Regions from separate parts of the Rattus norvegicus genome. Here region 1 is linked to region 2. Evidence: chromatin contacts called from public Hi-C data. All regions are on one chromosome and are shown on one strand. Each heading gives the region's core, a stretch centred on a gene start, on an enhancer-like site or on the middle of the called end of the contact. The rest is flanking DNA. Distances are from core to core; before and after follow the strand shown.

What was found. A called contact is a pair of places that touch in the nucleus more often than the background predicts.
Region 1: a contact with region 2 is called in a Hi-C map of Schwann cells, with 4 times the contacts expected there. The contact joins two enhancer-like sites. A contact is called at or near these places in 5 of 12 Hi-C or Micro-C datasets (the A7r5 cell line, Schwann cells, frontal cortex and 2 more) and 1 of 1 datasets of contacts at active chromatin or transcription factors (oligodendrocytes).

The regions. Positions count from the first base shown.
Region 1 is chr11:70,732,208-70,739,482 of GRCr8, reverse strand. Zbtb20 (zinc finger and BTB domain containing 20) reads left to right here. Exons shown (of 11, transcript NM_001105880.2): 6 at 3,246-3,285. Among named protein-coding and RNA genes, the nearest start is that of Mir568, 180 kb to the right of the region's middle. Within about 2 kb of position 5,037, at least 67 of the 93 cell types and tissues checked have an H3K27ac peak or open chromatin away from gene starts, as enhancers often do. A contact at or near this core is called in Schwann cells, where this site is marked.
Region 2 is chr11:70,692,166-70,699,082 of GRCr8, reverse strand. All of the region lies in intron 6 of Zbtb20 (zinc finger and BTB domain containing 20), which reads left to right. Among named protein-coding and RNA genes, the nearest start is that of Mir568, 140 kb to the right of the region's middle. Within about 2 kb of position 1,427, at least 38 of the 93 cell types and tissues checked have an H3K27ac peak or open chromatin away from gene starts, as enhancers often do. A contact at or near this core is called in Schwann cells, where this site is marked.

The sequences.
Region 1 (7,275 bases), core at 3,788-6,287, 37 kb before region 2:
GGTTAGAGTATGTGGACTGTGGAATGGCACGGACTCACTCAGAGGTAGTGGCTGTGTGATTTGGGGTAAGTTTCCTAGTTTCTGAAATCTCTTCTTTCTTCTAATAAGTGCAGGGTAACAGTATTTTTCCCCTGTAGTGTGGGTTCAGGGATTCGCTTTGACAGTGCCTCTCACACTTGCCCTCAGGCAGGCAGTCCTCAAGTTGGAATGGTCCCGCATTCCTCCAGGACACGGCCTGGTATGCCACAGACAGGACATTTCAGGGAGGTCTCGGGTATTAGCCCTGAAAATACACACAGATTCTTTTTCTCTTTTCTGTTCTCAGTATATTCTTGTTTGTGTTACTGAGCTAGAAGAAATGCAAGGCCAAGAGGAGCATCTGTTTTGTTTCTTTTAAAACATCCAAGAAAAAAGTTAATGGGGAAATGGATATATGTACAAAGAACAGTTTAAGTTATTTATACACAAAGAAAACCAGCCCTTCAGGAAAACTGCCATGTGTGAGTTTGGGTGCCTCTGGGTACCCCATAGAGCTGGGTTGACACAGATGCAAACTAGGCACACCTTTCCCTACCTGACGTCTGACATCACAGCACTTACTCAGAGCCGGGACTTCTGTCCCATTGCGGTAACCTCTCCATGGACATTTTTAAAAGGAATTATAAAGTGTGGATAATGATCTAAGTACATTATATACATCATAGATGAATTATAACAGAGCCCATTATTTTATATTATAATATATACTAATAGCAATGAATGGAGAAATTATTATAAAGGTCCAAGCAGGGGACCTTAAAATAACTAGTATCTCTAGTCATACATCTTTATCAACTTAGACCTTTTTTCATTTTACATTTTTAACACTTTCTTTACTCCTGGCTTCAGCTTATGTTTGGCTTAAACTTTCTGAAGATAATATAAAGAGAATTTTCTTTACTCATCCCCCAACTCCCAATCCATGGATAATCAACCCAGAGGAGTCATACATGTGGACTTCTTTGGAACCAGACACTCCTTGAAACTTGTTTTGAGCTTTCTGGGGAAAAGAATTCTCCTAGGAACCAGAATCATCTCTAAATGTTGAAAACCACTGCCCCAGAACATTATGTAAATTTAAATTAGGTGAACTAGCCTTTTCAGTTACAATTAAATTACAATTAGGGCCTTGGAGATTGACACTTTTGGCATCGCAAAGCAAAGATTAGGCATGGCCACACATTACTCCTCCCGCTTCTCACTTGGTGTGAGCGCCCACCGCTGGGTTTTAATGTCCTGAATTATTTGGCCTTTACAGTTTTATATCCTTTGCCACATATTTGTGTATTGAACCTGGAATATTCCACGCAAATGTTTTAAATCCCGTGCAAAACTATTCTACTTAATTCTTTGCATTTCGTATAAAAAACAACTTACAGACATATAAGGTGACTATTACTTGGGTGGAAAGGGCACGTATCAATACATAACATTTTCAACTGAGCAAAAGTAAATCTATGTAGATGAATACATCTTGTAAAATCACATAGCAGACTGAAATTCAATCAAGAAGGAGGGAACCTTTTGACAGTTATGAACATTTATGAATTTTACATGAAGTATGAAATTAAATTTTTAACATTAGTATTAAATTTGGGGTCATTTTTTTGTCTTCCATTAATATATGAGGACAAACTTATATCCCCCAAACTCCCAATTTAACTTTGTTTTGTCTTAAACTGTAACATACACTGTCATTTTTCTGTCTTAGATTCTTGTCATTGGTAGTTTGTGCATCATTTTACATCAGGGAAGATAGATTATTAGTCTTCACATATGTTGGTCAGTCTGATAACTTTCTAATTTTGTGAGTAAATGCTCCTTGGAGTTCAAATAGAAAATTTACCTCCTCAGATATAATGACATAGACACCTGATATGGTTTTCAAAGATCATAATCTATTTTTGAGTCTTATTTGATCTGTAGCAGGCAATAGATAAGTGGTAATTGAGCATATTTTATAGAAAAGTCACGAGGCATATGACCCTTTACTTTCTTGAGAGATAAACCATGTGTGAAAAATGGGGGAGGGGAAAGAATATTGAAAGAAGAGGGAGAGGGGAGGAGATAAAATGACGAAAATATGCACAGTGTGGTGGTTTGGTGTCTTGGTGTGTAGAGAAAACATGAATATATAAAACTATAGTCTTTGAAGACTAGCCTATCAATTGTGCAGAAAAAATAAGTTACTGCACAAGAGATCCCAGGTATGTCTTACACTGCTGGATACTGTGATCCAGTCTGCAGATTTCCTTTGGAACTCTTCCTGTCCCAGGGTGACCATCACAATTCACAGCTGCAGGCCCAGGCACGTTTCATACTGACCACACAGGGAAAACATTTCTTTAGAGTGGTCTCTTCCATGGCTCACTTGTCCAGAAAACCTTCTAGAGAATGAGGCCTCCTGAATTTAGTTTTCTGCTTTGGCATTTTTCAGTGTGATCGGGTCCTTCGTCTTGATACTTTTGGAGGCTTTACATGAAGTGGTATAGCTGGTGTTATCTGTGAGACTGGTGGAAGGAGTTTTGTTACCTTAATTTCTTCCTGTAAAAGAGTTACCTATCAAAGCTATGGTGCATCCCAGTAGTAACCGATTATTTGTTTTGTTGTTTAAGGGTTGTAAAGGATAACTATTCGACTTTTAAAAACATAGAATGTCAAGCTATCACGGTCAACTTCCCCAAACCTGAGAGTGTCATCATTAGAGCCACGTTTGGGTGCATACGTTTTTGTTCTGTTCACCCTATCACAATATCGCCATCAAAAATAGAGCTCTCTGCAATACAGGAATGTTCTGTGTGCTGTTCATTAAGGTCGTCACAAGCTGCACATGGCCACTGCACACATGGAATGTAGCTGGTGTAACTGAAGATCCGAATATGAAGCTTTTTATTAAAGCTAAGGAATGTACAGAGACAAGTATAGCTAGTAACTGCTTTAGTGCGCAGGACCAGCCCTCTCGAGAGGCTGTCTAATAGAGGTCAGGTGACATCAGGAAAGGTCTTGGTCCTTTTTGTACAGGGTTATACTGGCCTCAGTCATAGCAAGGCTGCAGCTCTTGAAAATTGCTGAAGTGAACATTAATGATTTTGTGGCTACAGGTGACAAAGTGTGAGTGCAATGAGTTCTATCAGTATCTCAAAGTTCTGTGTTCCCTGCTGCATTAGATTTTATATTTAATTCTTTGTCTTTTCTTTCATTTTCAGTTCCTTGACCACCAGTCTGTTGCCTGTTTCTGCTCTTCATGTGAGTAAAAGTGGCTTCTTTACCTTTAAGAAAACAAGTGTTAAATTTGTGCAAATGCTGGGTTTTGGTGTCATGTTTCCTAGTTGACTTCACTGTGGTGTCCAGCATCCATGGTTAGTGCTTTTCCTGCTTGGAGCCAAGTCGGGTGGTAAACTGGTAATCTGCCCTCTGTGAGGGAGCGGCAGCCCAGCCATTGTCCTCTGAAAAGCCTGCCCTTTCCCTCCTGCAGCTGCTATTTGCAGAAGTCCTGCTCTTCTGAACTGAAGCTTACAGTCCACAGTCAGATCTCAGCAACAGTTGGGCTTTGCTCCTCTGTCAATCAATCCGCAATTATTTATTCTGCAGTTATTCACTCGTCCCTAGGTCCAACCATTTTTAATTTTAACTTCTAGATCAGAGCTTTCATTTATTGACAAAATTTATAATATCCTTTTACCAAGAAGTACAAGCCTGAAAAGTAAATAGGCTAAAAAATTTGTGTAAAATTATAAAGTCTAGGAAGAAAAATAAAAGAAATCCAGGATTCATATGTGCCTGCAAGTTTATAGAATGTACCATTTATTTTCAGAAAAAAACTGGAAATTTTTTAGGGGAATAAAAATAAGAAATGGGGAAAATGATTTAAAATGAAAAAGAGAACATTTATTATTTAAAGACCAAACCAGGCTGCACTGAGCAGATTTGGATAAATATTACTTTGGACTGCTTATAAGAGATTCTGGGGTAATGAAATCAAATAATCAAGTCACTACCAGAAGGCAGCACCTAAGAAATCCTACAGAGACAGGCAGTCAGTTCATATCCTAAGTAACCATGGGGATCCTGGTAGTTGCATCTTCCTTTGTCCCTTATTCACTTTGTCACCAACCAACCTCTTCAAGTCTTTTCTTCCTCTGTGATTCCTGTGTTGCACTGGTTTGTACGGACAGGGGCAGGAGCGGGGCGACCCACACGTGCGTGGCTTTCACTTTCATTCCTAGAAGCCTGCAGCAAATTTAAGAAAGCAGAATGCAGAGGAAGATGCTAAGGCTAAAGTTGAATGTGACATTTTATCTGGCATAGAAAGGAGATTGATTAGACTCCACAAAGACTGGTGCTGTGTTATACAACAGGGCTCCGTCCTACCTGGCCTTAAGCCTTCTCATTCCCTATTCATTCTCCGTGTTGGTATAGTGGGTCAGCTAATGCTTGGGAGGATGTCAGTGTGCATGCTCATGGTTACCACTGTGTGCCTTCCTATCCTTCCCCTTCGTTACCTAGCACTGCATATTTCTAGTGCTCTGACTGGCAAATCATTTTGTAACAGCTCTTTTGTGTAAAAACAGTTCACATAATAGCTCAGTGTTAGACAAGGCATTAATCCTCACATCACCAAGATGAGTCAGCACGAGGCGATGTACTTCTGCCCGCCTAGCTCAGCTATTATGACGTCAGTGCTTTAGGGCAAGCATCAGGCACAAACTGTATAGGAGACCTATGTTACCTAGTAGAAATCAAGTTGGGAGGCCTCTAATTGAAAGGCTGTGTCGGCCTCGTAAGAAAATGTGAAGCTAATTCTGTGCTACATCAGCAGAGCAGTTTCTGGAGAATTTTTTTTTTTAAAGCAGAGTAAGGCTGGGAAAAAGAAAAACCTGTAACAAGCTAGTAGTCCCTTCATGTACTCATGACCTTGTCCCACCCCCAGTCAGGCTGTATGCTTGCTTACTTGACTTGTTAGAAATCCTCGAGTTGCCTTTATGCCAGCAGGATAACAGGGCCAGTAACAGTCCTGTGTCCTCAAGTGCCCCCACAGACACAGCTGATGGCTCCAGGGGTGGTACTCTAGAGGCCGATCAGAAGCAAAGGAAAAGTTCCTTGGGAACAAACCAGAACATTATCCCCCCCAGTGCCTCTCATTCCCGAGTGCCTCCTCAATGACCTCCTCTGGACAGGTGCAGAACTCAGCCTGTTTGACCTTCTGTCCTTGGCACTGCATCCAGTGTCCGAATCTGGAATTGACCCAGATTTAAATAGGAGTTGAATAGCTGCCACGATTTCCTGCAAGAGTTTTCTGTCCCATTATTCTTCAGCAGAAACAGAAAGGAAAACTCCACAACCTACTATGCTGCCTCAAAGCAGATGACACAGATAGCCCTGTTTGGGAAGCCCAGTTTGTGTCAGCGAGGCTTCTCTGAAAATCAGACCCAGATATGAAGTTCTCTTGACAGTCCTTTACAATATTAAAAGTTAATCATCAGCGGGGTGATAATGTGATACTGACATTCTCTGTCATTCTCTGTCAAAAAAAAAATACTGCGTCACAGCCTCCATGCCTCCCCGCCCCAGCTCACTCTCGCCCAAGCCGGTCACCAACCCCTGTGATGACTACCGCAAAATGCCTTAGTGCTGGAATTTTCCACCTTCATTAGATTTCTAGTGGTCTCCTCCCATGCTTCTAAGAGCCACTACTACTGCTTGGCTTGGTTTTGATTAATTATGCACACTTCTTTATTTAGTTTTCAGTCAACAAACGTTTATAGAAAGCCTGTAACAGAGCTTGGTTCTGGGAACTCCAAGATAAATGAGAAATGCCACCTTTCATTAAGACTGGCACAGTCTGGGGTTGAGGGGACAGCTCATGCTAGAGTACTTGTAGTAGAGCTCAGTGAAGTGGAGCAGGAGTGCAGGCCTGGGCTTGCCGCATAGCAATACAAAAAGAGAAAGAAGAAAGCCCTCAGTGTTCTAGGGAAGATGACCATGTGGGTAAAGGCTGTTTGTGAAAGGCACTGGAATGCAGGTATCTTCAAGTGCCTACCCATACAGAAGGTTCAAGCTGACTCACGAACTGAAAATAGTTACTAGGGGTTTACCAAGTGGGCACAGGAGGAGAGAAAGAAAAGGGTTCGTTGTCAGAGAAGACAAGAGCATTTAAAGGTGAGGTGGCATCAAGTAACAGCCAGATCTAGCTACTGAGTTCTCTGGTGTGCTACAGTGTGCTAGACGGGAGTCAAGTGAAGGGGCCTCTGATGCCAGGCAAAGGAGTTTAGAATTGATCTTGCACCCCTGCAGATATTTTAAAGAAACCTAAGGAAACTGCACGAGGCCTGAACTGTGCAGTGGGTGGAGACGAGAGGTCATTTCAGAGTGCTGACTCAGGCATTAATATTTGCGTAACTCAGGCATATCTTTGCCCTGCTGCACAATGCTTGCCTTGCCCTCTAGGAGAAATGCTGATGTGATTGTGGTGTCAAACTTAAAGCCAAACATCCTGACAGGCGCCCCACTGAAGGCCTCAGTCGAACATCGCACTGAGCTCCTCCTACTAGTCCTGAGATACACAGGGTTCTTCTGCCCGCAGAGAGCAAGGGATAAGAGGAAAGAGAATATAAGAGACAAAAGCATTTTTAAATAATGGCTCTCTAAAGTCAATCAATCCCCGATTTCCTGTCATTTTTCCATTGCTGCCTTTTTCTAAGCAAAATTTCTAAGCCATTGAACTGAATTGCAACTTATACACAGCCGGGTGTTGAAACAATTCAGTATATTCACTCCTTCTCTCTGAATTAGAGTTCACCATAAGTGTGCTTTTCTCTCGTTCACTTTGGGCTGCCAGGACAATTTAAAGGAGAATTTCAGCAGCTTGTGTCTCACGTACCATGTTCTCTTTGCAAACTGGAGTATATGCGTGGGTGTGTTTAAGTTGTCTCTATATTGCTTTCTAGAAAGGTTTGAGAAGATGTACAAGATGAAGAGTAGGGACCTATTAAAAACCCAGATCCCCCAGTGACCTGAGTGCAGAACGTAGGCTGGTGATCAGATGGTCAATTATGTGTTTGTCAAAACACAGTGGGCTGCATTCCAGACTGCCAGCTTTGGAGGCCCAGCTTCTGCCAACCAAATGTCATCTGGGAACATGCAACACTGGGCACTGTGAAGGAGTTTGAAATAGACCATGCCACAGCCAACCTACTGCCAGTCTTATAGCACCAATATGGCGTGCACAGCCGGGCC
Region 2 (6,917 bases), core at 178-2,677:
GTTTGCTGTGCAGCTTGTGGTGTGCGGGCAATCATTTGTAAACGCCTCCCTTCCCTGCGTTGGGCTTCTCTTGACATATACTTTGAGACCTGCTGAGGATCAGCCAATGCCAAAATCGGTTCTTTCTCTCCATCACCTCCGAACTGTGGCTGTGGACCTTGTATTTCTGACTAGTCACAGCAGTTATTGGTAGAGAGGTCAGTGTGCAAATGAACTAAATCACTTTGGCTGGAACTTCTTTCGGATGCCTTGTCCTGAGTAAGTTCCAGGTGCCTGGCATTTCTTTTGGTTTTCTTCTTTCACCCTAAGTAGAGCCGTTGTTACTGAAGCATGACTGACAGTCTTGCTTTTATACACATCATGACTCTTGTTTTAGGACAAGAGGCTTAATCTCTCCAGTAACATCTGATGGCACTGTTCTTTTTATAAGCACCTCCTCCCTTTAAAACATGCACCCTCAATTTTCTGTTGTCAAGAGAGAGCTCTGTACAGAGTGTGATCCTGTGTCCCCAAAAAAATATAATCAAATTCATGAGCAAATAATACAATTGTCCCTTTTATTTTGGTGGCTTGTTTTCTATTGAAATATATCAGAAAAGTTGCCCATAGCTAATCTTCTAGGTAAAAAATCTCATTAGTAATTTAAAACTATAATAAACTGAAAGACTCAATCTCCTTCACCCACTGTGCCCATATTTTAGAAATGTGTTGTGTGGAAAAATCTACGTCTTCTTCCTGGTAGCACATAGCAGATGATCTTCACCAAGGAGGTTATAAACTATGGGCGAGGTCTTTGCAGATCAATCCTCTGCCTGTGTTAGCTTGAAAACGTAGCAAAGCTAAACCTTGCTCAGACAGGACCCCCATAATGTTACATTTCTCTGCTCTACTCTGAAAATGAACGGAGAACTTCCATCCCTTAGCTTATCATTCAAACTAAACCAAAAGATTATTTCCCCTTGGATATAGATGTTTGGGGCGGGGAGAGGAATTTTGCACTAATTCTTTGGATGGACGAATCTTACTACTTTGGAGACAAGGGCGATTTTCATTATCTGTTGAGCCAGAATATGTAAGGAACTCTAGGGGTTCGTTTGGTGATGTCTGAGAGCTTGCCATACTGGCTAGAACTCTGGGTTCTAGTGTTAACACAGTTACTGCCTGTTTGTGATTTATTGCTCCGAGTTCCTGGGCCTCAGTTTTCTCCCTTGCTGAATTAGGGGTGGGAGAGGCTCATCTCTAGGTCTTTTTCCAGCTTTGTATTCTCTGGGTCTGCAAATCGCCTTCAGTGTCTGCCGTAGTCTGCCTTGCCAGCTCTGTTTGTCACAAAGATTAATCCATTTTCACTGTACCTCGGAGTGCACCCAGGAGAGGAGGATGGATGGATTGTTTTGCACCCTTTATTGCATCAGAACTTTTGCCTTTTTAGACAAGATTGCGCCATGCCTAAAATCTGTCTGCCTCTCTGCCCACTGACTTTGTCTGTCCTGATCTCTTGCCATGGTGCCTCTTTTTGCCAGCATCCATCTCCCTCCAAGATGTAGATTCGGCCTCTGACTGTACCTGTCTTGTTCTCTGCAGCATCTGTCTGCTACACTCCTAGACCATCGTTAATAAACTTTCACACATGACACACAAACCCCCGGTATGCCGGCACCTGCTTACAAATATCTACATTTCCTAAAACTAGGGGAGAAAACTGCATTTTTTTTTAAAAAAAAGACCTCTATCTAGTGCCATTTGTGTCTGCACTTTTTGTTTAGTTGTAAGTTTTAATAGTTCCCCCTTTGAGGGTTTGTCAGTACGAGCAGTATTGCTTATCAGAACACACCAACAGTCTTTCTGTAATATTCGCTTTCCCCTCTGGTTCAGCCGAGCCTGCTGACAGATCATTCAAATTCAATTGTTTTATGTCTAAGCCGAACAGCTAATTAAAGTAGGGATGATTAACCTGACTGGCAGTGTCGCTCTCCCTCTTGCGCTCTCTCCCTCTCCCTTTCTCTCTCTCCCTCCCTCCTGTTCCAATCAGTCTTTTTCTCACACACTCTCTCTCCTCTCGGTGTGTCTCTGTCTCTCCCTCTCTCTCTCTCCTCCCTCTCTCTTCCTCTCTCTCAGTCTCTCTCTCCCTCCCTCGTTTGCGCTCTCTCTCTCTCTCTCTCTCTCTCTCTCTCTCTCTCTCTCTGTCTCTTGCTCTACTGTTTTTTTTTTCCCTCTCTCTCTCTCTCCTAAACGTGGTCTGCTTGCTGATGGCAGAATGGCACTCGGAGATTTGTGCATTGTGTCTGGTTTCCTACGGGCAGGCTGACCCAGTGCCTCCAGGGACTTATCAATAGACCACTCAGAAGAGACACAGACAGGAGAGAGGAGGAGGGGTGGGGGGAGAGAGAGAGAATCAATATCAAGAATAGAAGGAGCTCCGAAGCCATTTTTTTTTTAAAGAAGTATCGGGACTTGGGAGAGGGTGACAAAGAAGGTTTTTCAAAGAGGCAGTGGAGGAGGTTCTAATAAATTTGGAAGGAAACAGTTCCCTGTCTTGGGAAAAGGAGAACTCCTGACTGATTAGCATTCACACCAGGTATGAGATGTTCTACCCCTTATCACTGTGTCGCAACCGAGGTGGAAAGGCTTTTTTTTTTAAGGAGACTGAGGGAGCATGTATTTTGCTGTGTTTGTTGTTGGGGGGTAAGAGGGGCGGCGTGAGAAGCTGTGGCATTTGTGTATGGGAGCAGGGAGAATGGAAGCAGTACACGGGGGTGGGAGAGAGTATGGAGTGTGGTACTGTCTTCCCTGTCTTTGTGCACCCCTGGGGGGTACCCAAGTTCATTTCTAGCAGGTGGATTTAGACGGGAGTTACTTAACGCTTGACCGCCAGTTTTGAAAAAAAAAAAAAAAAAGAAGAAAGAAAGAAAAAGAAAAAACGCTGCTTCCTATGTCTGTTAAAAGGAAGCTCCAATTTCTCTTCTCTCTCTCTCTCTCTCTCTCTCTCTCTCTCTCTCTCTCTCTCTCTCTCTCTCCTTCCCTCCCTCTCTCCCTCTCCCCCCTCCCTCTCTGTCTCTCCCTCTCCCCCATCCGTCTTCCCCTCTCTCTTCTTTTTTTCCTCTTCTAACCAGACAGCGGGAGGGTTCCTGGCTCCCAGCCAGCCCAAAAGCCTCTAAGTGTTTTGCACTTGTTTCAGGGAGTAGCTGCCCGGGGATTTTTCAGCATTTTCACTGGAGAACAAAGAGTTCTTTACAAAGGGAGGGGGGGCTTAATGTCTGATATATGTTTTTCTATTTTTATTAGTTTTTTTGCCTAAAAAAGAAAGAGACAGGAACAGAACATTACTCTATAAAGACACAAAGACATTCAAAAGAAACCTAGTTATCTTTTCTGTCCATCACCCCTACATATATACATAAAAAATTAAAAGGAATGACTAATTAAGTTGGCTGTGTTGCTCTTTTCTCCTCCTCTAGTCTTTCTAAATTCAACTGTTCCTCTGCCCGCTTTGCTGCTCTTTCCCTACTCACAGGAAAAGTTGCTCAGGGTGCATCCTCTCTTAGCCTGTCTGTACCATTTTTGTGTCCCCGAAATCTTGTTGAAGAAAGAATGAGAGTCCATCAAATAATTAATTTAGTGGCAAGAACATCCTCTACTTTTGCCACTTGGGTAAAAAGTTAATTATGGAATTTGGGCTCCCAAAATACCAGTGGGGTACATCAGTTCATTTGATCTCCCAAGTTTTTGCACCCATCTGCTTAAAGGGCATCTCTGTGTCACTTGTCAGTTATAAAGAAAAGGTAGTAAGGGAGAAGATGTTTGTCATTTATATTTTGTTTCTATGATATAAATTATCAAACCCCCAGAGAGATTACTTATCCCATCTACGATATATTAGTTCAAGCAAAATATAGTCTAGACGAAGGTTTTCTTCAAGAATTCTGATCGCCACGTAGCTTTATATTCTGTTTGATGTTTTGCCTATGCGTGTTTATTTCCACTATGAATTTGTGTTTGTAGCAAACATTCCAGAATGCTTATCACTTTCAAATTAATCCTCTAACAAAAGAGAAGGGAAATCGGGATGTGAACTGTGTGTGCAAAGTATAGTAAACAGTGTTGTCTTTTAATACATGCTGAACGTTTATATTTTTATACTAATATCCTTGACTTATAATCCCAGGGAAATGCTTTCCTTCCGAAAGTTCTGCTCTTAATGTGTTTATATTTTGAGTGCCGTTTGGTAATCTTTTGAGGTACATAATGGACACTAAACTGAGCAGAGGGGAAATAGCTACACGCGCCACTACAAAACCCCGAAAAAACAGACTAGGCTGAGCACCTAACTGTGGCTCAGAGAGAAGCAACTACAACTGTCGTTCACGAGTCAGAAACTCTCTCCTTCTCCTCTTCCTCCCATCTATGGAAAAATAAAACATGTTCATTACCCCTGGGTCTGACCACTGTAAGAAAATCTACAGGCACATATATTTTCCTGTATGTATGAAGTGTGTGTCTCTCTGTGCTTCTAAAGGGTACAGTGCTTATGGGGCAGAGGGCAACGCCTCACTAGTCAGCCCTCCCGGCTGGGAGGTCTGAGTGCCTTGTGTTTGAAGTAACTTGATAACAAGGAGTCTTTTCGGGAACCCTTCTATGTGTGTGCTCCCTCAGTAATGACCCTCAAATTAAACCTGGCACTGGGTGGCCGAGCTAGCACTTGACCTCATGGAAAGATACTAGAAGTAAGGGAAGTTTGGGCAAATCCAAAATTTCTCGGGTAGGTCACTTCTCACAGTTTTGTGTTTTCTTGAGGAAAATTCTTGAATTACACTCAAATGTCTATATTTTTATAGAATTTATAAGGCTTTTAATGGTGCTTAGGAGCAAACGATCCTAAAATGAAAGTCAGTCACTAAAAATAAAAGAAACTAAGTCTTTAAAAAGTTTTAGCTTGAAGGCAAGAAAGAGGCTCGGGGATTTTTTTTTTCTGCCCTTGCTCCCCACCCCCCACCCCCCCACATACACACACTCTGCTTGGTTTCTTTTTCTTTTCTTCTCTTTTTCCCCCCTCTCCTGAATCCTTTTGTTGCTGCAGCTGTTGTACCTGCATATTTTGGTGTGTGTGTGTGTGTGTGTGTGTGTGTGTGTGTGTGTGTGTGTGTGTGTGTGTGTGTCCTCTCCTCACCCTTCATCTCTCCCTCTCTGCTGTTTGGAGTGGCCAGAGTATTTTCTGAGGGGGACAGGGGAGAAGTAGGAAGAGGAAGAGGCTGTTGCTGAACGCGGCAGCCCCCCCACCCTGATCCAACTCAGGCAGCTCCTGTCAGCTAGCTGTGCTGTGAGAGAGGACTGTGAGAGGTGATCGCTGGCATTCCGGGATTCTTCGTAGGTCTGACCTGAGAGTAACACACTCAGAGTCGAGGAGAAAGGGGAAAATAGAGGAGGAAGAAAGAAAAGCTCTTTGAGCTGGAATACACTGGCCCTTTCTTCCTGGAGGCAATCCGCTCTGGTTCTTGGCGACGTGTCCTGCACTATCAGATATCATATGACTTTTTATTTAGATTTCTTTTTGGAGAATGGCCTGTTAGGACTCTGTTTGTTTTCTTTTATTTAATTTCCTTCTCCCTTCACCCGCTAGTTTTGTGTATCTGTGTGTCAGAGTGTGTGCACGCATGCATATGTGTGTGCAATTTTTATCTTTGTTTTTGTTCTGTTGATCTGATGCTTTATTTAAGAACAAAGCTTTAATTATTTCAGTATAGTGGTTTAATCATTTGCCAAAAAGAAACCTCATTCCAGGCTTTTGGAGGGTGGGGGTCCATTTTTAAACACACCCATCAACACAGGAGGCCGCAGCTCCCAGTGCCTGCTGGTCAGACCTTGGCCCACTCCCCACCCTCATTTACCCTCCTCCTCAGCAGCATGCACAGCAGCGTGAGGTAGGAAACACCTGTGCGGAGCTGTGAGGGAAATAAAAGTAGAGGCGACTTCTTCAAATCTGGGCTCCTGCTTTCACTTTAATAAACTTTTTTTTCCGATCCTTGATTTTTTTTTTCTTCTTTTTGGCACCCTCTGTTGAGCTTGAAAACATCAGAGATAGTTAGGGTATGTCTGTGGCGCTTTTGTGAGGCCAGCTGAGCACCACTGGAAAGTGGAGCAGGAGTTGCAATCCATTCAGAGACTTAAGATTAAGTAAGAGGTTTAAATAAGGTCTTTGAGCTCTGTGGGCTGCTCCTCAGGGTCTGGGGATAGGTGGTAAATGGGGTATCTGGGGTATTCAAGGCAGGGAAAGAGAAATTTCCAAACAGAAGAGAGACGACATTTTTGCTGTAATTAGTTCTTTTAAAACCTTAACTCAGTCAAATTTTTTATTTTATATCTCTCAAAATTTAGCTGACCAGTGAGTGATCAGCTATCTTTGCACGCTTGCTGTGAAAAACAATTATACTGACAATTATTGCTGAATTTACCCTACAATTTGATGTATTTCTTTTTTAGTTTTAAAGAGTTTAGATTTTAGTTAGAAAAAAAAAGCATAACTTCTCTTGACGTGCATAAGGTTGTCTATACATTATTCTTGCCATACAGAACATACTAGATTCTGATTGTGTGTGTATGTTTTTGTGTTACAACATGCAAGACTGCCTTGAAGATTCAGGTGACCGCTACATCCTTCAGACCTGTAGATTTTAGCTTCTTGTTACTTGCTCTGAAATTATTTTTAATGGACCTTTAATGTGTGATGTCTTTTTTTTATAACCAATGGTGAGTTTTGTTGAAACTTGAAGAGAAATTTATTCCACCCCTTTAAGAGTACCCAAAAGGGAAGGGAGAACTATTCTCTTTCGGCTCAAAAAATTTTTTTAGAAACCTTTTTCCCCCAACGGAAAACTCCAAAACAGCTCTGTCTCAGAACGTTAAACTTGGCATGGGTAAGAAAT